Regions from separate parts of the Zea mays genome. Here region 1 is linked to region 2. Evidence: chromatin contacts called from public Hi-C data. All regions are on one chromosome and are shown on one strand. The core of a region is the stretch at or near the end of the contact, and the rest is flanking DNA. Distances in the headings are between cores, read along the strand shown.

Region 1 (2,700 bases), core at 152-2,651, 99 kb after region 2:
TACAACCGGACAAGTAAAATATTGCCTCAACATAGCCACCAAAAAACATAGGTGACATGTCAAAACACTGAAATATAGAAGCCAGATTGTCTTGAGCATACAGCCTGTTAAAAAATTTAAAACCCTTAAAACTACAGAGAAATGGTAGTCTAAAAAATTAACCTCAGATATGGAACACCTATGTAAGTATGTATCATGACTTGAAGTTGAAAACACATCAGATGGGTGCAGTCTGGAGTGCATATAACAGATCCTTGAAAAGATTGATGCTCTGTACAACTTTTAAAAAGTACATATACTTCGTATCTTCAGATATACAAAGCAAGCATCAAATTTATTGTAATCGTCATTGAGTATGGTTAAAACTACAATGTAGATACTACCTAAACTTGGCTGTATTTTATAAAGTTAAGCAAAATCTTGTCTAGAAATGTGTGGTATGAGGCAGTTTTCTTTCTGTGTAGCATGTGGAGCTTGTATCGGTTACAGATCATGATGGGTTGGAGCGATTTGTTTTGCAGCCACGCAGAAAGCGGGATGACCTATATTTAGTTTCAGATTATGAGGATAAAAAAAGACATCTGTGATAACTTATTCATAAATTTCTCAATAAAAAAGGTCAAGGTCAATTGGCTCTTGAGTCTTCACTTAACCTGATGGATGGAAGATGATACAGGAAGATAATTTTGACATATGGACAAAGAAAATTACGTGATGTTTAGACATAGGTACACCACCACATGGAAAGGACAATTGGAAGAAACATGAACAGTCCATGGGCCGCTTTTCAACATAGCACGCAGGGTCTCTCCTTGACTAAGTTTAGATCAAGGAAATTGGAAACTAATAGAAGGATCTGTCCTTTGCACGCATGCACCAAAATAATCAAAATCACCACACTTGCTCTAGTCGATCAGAACCAAATCACTCGTCCGCGGTAACTAACCAGAGGTGAGGCCAGCAATTGGGTTGCTCGCGCATCAGGAATGCAACGCGTCGCACAACACAGGGACAGGGAGACGCCAGTGATTTTCGTCAGTCAGTTCACCTGCTTGTTGTAGATGTTGAAGTAGATGTTGAAGAGGTACCAGAGCCCGAAGAGCGACCCCAGCTGCAGCGTCTTGACGAGCCCTCCCCCCGCTTCCTCTACGGCCCCATCAGCCGCCGCCACCTTCCCGGCCGCGGCCACGTGCCGGCCGGCCCTGCATCTCCGGTACTCCTCCTCCAGCGGCGAGTCCGGCAGTAGGCTGGCGCGGGCGGAGAGGCAGAGGCCGCGGGGCGCGAGGATCGGCTGTGCGGCGCCGCTGCACGCGCCGGCGCCGCGCCGTGGGCTAGGGTAGGTGGGGAGTGGCCGCGCGGCGCATGGCCGAACGAGACCGATGGCAGCCGTGCTCTGCATGCCCGTCCCGGGAGGAGATGAGACCGCGGTACTCTGGAAGAGGCGGGCGGAGGCGGCGGAGGGCACGAGGTTTTCACCGGCTTGGCGAGGGCTGGCGCAGGCGGTGGCGTCAGCTGACAGTGCGCGAGATTTGGAGTGAGGGCTTTCAGACCAGGGTTTCTGTATTGAGTTGAATGCAGCGACGAGGCCACGTTGAGCTGGCTATCTGGCATGCGGGCCGTGGGAGCCTGTGGGACCGTTTGGCAGTTGGCGGATGGATCCGACGTGGACTTGGACCGTGCTGTCGCTGCCAAACAAGCCGGTCGGGTCCCACCAGTCGGCGTCGGATCACCGTGCGATCCGCCAACTCCAGCGTTGGCTTGGCTGCCTGCTGGCCACGGGTGCGCATTTTAAAACCGAAACATGAATCCGAACCTAAACCGGATTCGGTTTAATATGTGCTATATTTCAGGGTATGAATTCTGGTTCGATTTCTAAGTATGTGATGATATTATTATATGATGTATGAATTTATTAGCTAAAAATTATGATATCATCTTAACGATAGTATATATATCTCAGTATGCTATGTCTATAGTCACTTGTTGTAATATATTACTTCTAATTAATTATTAATTGTATATATTTTAACAAAAGATACTAGTCTCTCTACTATTCGGGTCTATTCGGTGAACCGAATAGACCGAACCGAAATTGTGGGTCTATTCGGTTCGGTTCCTAAAATTATTTTGAAAATTTCGGTTCTCATTTTTTAGAATCCGAAATTTCAAAAACTCAAATAGACCGAACCGAATTACCCTAATAGACCGAATGCCCAACCCTACCGCTCGCTGCTGCGCGATGGATTGGAGTGGATGCGAGAGTCTCCACTCGAGATGAAAACAGACCCGAACAGATGGGAAAATTCCTCCTCTACCGTATAAAGTTGTTTGTCTTCACAGCAGCGGCGGTTGTTTATGCAGTAAGAGTACAGTAGTATGTGAGAGTGGGTCGTAGCCGATATACATGTCCAAACGGGTAGACAGTGCTGGCCCGACATGTCTGGGCCCGTTAGGTTGACAGGTCGTGCCGCATTTCAGGGCCAAGCACAACAAGGATATAACTATATCGTGTCGGGCTGGCCCGTAGCCCACTGTAACGCCCCGAATTTTTGCAGTTGAATTTTTTTCTTTTCTTTACTCGCCAAAATTCGGGCGTTACCTTTTCTTTTTCTTTTCCCTTCGCTAAACCTTGACCTTTTCCAAAGTTCTAGCGGGATTCGGTTTGGATTTCCCGTGTAAGAAAAACCCTAAATACTTTGT
Region 2 (2,700 bases), core at 144-2,643:
GCACCGGACAATCTGGTGCCACACCGGACAGCTACTGTTCAAAGTCCGGTGCGCCTCTGGCGCCTGCTCTGACTTCTGCCGCAAACTGTAGCTCTATCAGGGCACTGCGCAGTCGACCGTTGTGCTGATAGCCGTTGCTCCGCTTGGTGCACCGGACAGTCCGGTGGCACACTGGACAGTCTGGTGAATTATAGCGGAGTGCGCCTGGAGAAACCCGAAGGTGAAGAGTTTGAGGTCAATCCTCCCTAGTGCACCGGACACTGTCCGGTGCTGCACCGGACACTGTCCAGTGGCACACCGGACAGTCCGGTGCGCTAGACCAGGGTTCTTCGGTTTCTTTTGCTCCTTTTTTTGAACCCTAACTTCGATCTTTTTATTGGTTTGTGTTGAACCTTTAGCACCTGTAGAACATATAATCTAGAGCAAACTAGTTAGTCCAATTATTTGTGTTGGGCATTTCAACCACCAAAATCATTTAGGAAAAGGTTTGACCCTATTTCCCTTCCAATAATCAACTAAAGGAATTAAAGTAGTCAAATGACAAATAAATAAATACGTGAATGTGCATTCCATGCTGGAGTTCTTGTATGATTGCATTTGTACTCAATTTTTTGAGACAAGTTAAGATGAAAGGTAGAATTTGTAAACACCCTAAAATCATATTTTGGGTAATCTATCAAAGTTCGTCCTAAGGTTTAACTAATTATGGTTTAGAACAAGAAATTTGAATAAAAGATCCTCATATAAAATTTATAGTTTCATTGAATTATATCCTCAGAAGTATTCTCCATAAGATTTAAATTAAATTATCTCTCCATAAAGATCATACAAAATAAATGATCATAAAACATTAAGTTGGATAAGATTTTAATTGGACAAACAATGTATCTCATGAAAATTAAAAGTTCTTTGTGTGTGTACAACACATTTGCATCATTTGAAATATGATAGTTAGTATAAAAATATAATAATAATAAGTATATGTCACTATTATATTTTTAATTAGCAAGGTCTCAAAATTAGAGATTAAAATTTAAAATCTTTTAATAACCATAAAGATTTTCAATTGTTGATATAAGTGAATTATTTTCTTCTTCTCGCTCTCATGTATTAAGCATCAATACCATTCAAAATAATAAAATAAATAATAAAATATTATTGCATCATGTTGGGACTATTTCGGTTGTTGCATCTAAATGGGAACTTACATTTCAAAATCTGGACTTAAATTGAAAATAAAAGCTAAAATAGGAAGGGAATTAAAAGAAATAAAAGAAAATCAACTTGTGCAGACTGGGCCGAAATCATCTCAGGTCGGCCCACTCGCTCCCCACGCTGGCTGCCCTGCTCCACTCACGCGCCGGCGCTGTGCCTTGACGCTGGGGCGCGCCACCATCACGTGGGGCCCACCCGCCAGCACTGGTCATGCATGGGCTCCTGCGCGCTGTGTGTTTGATGTGTGGGGCCACTTCGTCTGGCGCGTTCCTAGTCATTCGTGGACTCAATTACGGTCACCGACTAGCGTGCCCCTTTCAGTCAGGTTCGTCCTCCTAGCCGAGATCGCGGGCTCCGTAACAGAACTCCGCGCCTCCCTGCTACCTCCTTGGCGCAAACTTCCCTCCATACCTCTATAAGAGCATCCGTTAACCCCCCCTCGTCCATCTAATTGCGAACTTGGGGACACCGCAAAGCAATGCGGGGCACAGGGTGGGCCTTGTCATCGATCTGAGAGAAGAGAGAAGGTGTGGGTCACTGCTGCTGCTTTCCCCCGCACCTGCCATCGTTTGGCTGCTACTAGGTGGTCGGACGCATTCGACTGGATGCGTTGGGGTCGGCGTGGTGGATGCTCGTGTGGGTGGTCTGGGCGTCCGAGAATTTCCTCACCGGAGCACTTCAACCACCGTGGAGTTGCGGGATGCCATGGGCGATGGTCTGCGGACTGCGGCGCAAGAACTAGTAAGAACACCACGGCTCCCCTCGCTACCTCCGCTTGCATCGTGTGGGACCATCCGGTTGGTAGGATTTGAGTGCCGAGTTGACCTCATGACTCGTGCGATAGATCCCACCGCGGGGGAAGGCCCTGCGGCATCGTGCTTTGGCATGAGGTTGAAGACGAAGCTTGGGTTGTCCGATTGGTGATGGAGGGTGGGGATTAGAGCTGAGCTTGGGCATCTATTGAACCTTTGGATTTGATTGTGTGGCCCGGATTAAAAGAGATTCATACCGTTTCAACGATAACCACCGATCTACGATCCGATGGCAGGAGTTAACTGATATCGTGGTTGAATTGCTGGCCGTAGATCTCTAGATCGGCGGGCGGCATTGCATACCCTTCGTGCATTAAATGCCGACTGCTAGATCTAATCTGGAGGACCGAGGTGTAGTGATACCCCTTCGGTCATGCGAAAGTTGCAAAAGGCCTTGATCTTTATCTAAACTAATGCACCATCCCCACATGTATAAAGATAACTACACTTAGGCCCTGTTTTTCACGAGTTAGCCCCTAAACTCTCAGGATTTTGTTTTCTCGGTCCAAAATCTATTAAAATAAATCCCAAATTGTTTTTAGGTATAAAAATAATATTTATATATCTAGAAACTTGTAAAATTCATAACTATCACATTTTAACTCTGATTCGATCCGTTCGAGTTGCGTCAGCTTTGTATAAATATTTACTACGCAGTAACAACATTAATTAT

The links. Hi-C and Micro-C count contacts between places; a contact is called where the count stands out from the background.
Region 1: a Hi-C map of leaf shows a contact between it and region 2, with 5 times the contacts expected there. The contact joins the promoter of LOC542344 here to the enhancer-like site in region 2. A contact is called at or near these places in 2 of 25 Hi-C or Micro-C datasets (endosperm and leaf).

The regions. Positions count from the first base shown.
Region 1 is chr7:86,465,591-86,468,290 of Zm-B73-REFERENCE-NAM-5.0, forward strand. LOC542344 (plastid phosphate/phosphoenolpyruvate translocator 2) reads right to left here and starts at 1,402. Exons shown (of 9, transcript NM_001111923.2): 1 at 1,049-1,402. The coding sequence starts at 1,399.
Region 2 is chr7:86,366,413-86,369,112 of Zm-B73-REFERENCE-NAM-5.0, forward strand. No RefSeq gene overlaps it. Among protein-coding and RNA genes, the nearest start is that of LOC100383802, 14 kb to the right of the region's middle. Within about 2 kb of position 1,394, at least 16 of the 20 cell types and tissues checked have an H3K27ac peak or open chromatin away from gene starts, as enhancers often do. A contact at or near this core is called in leaf, where this site is marked.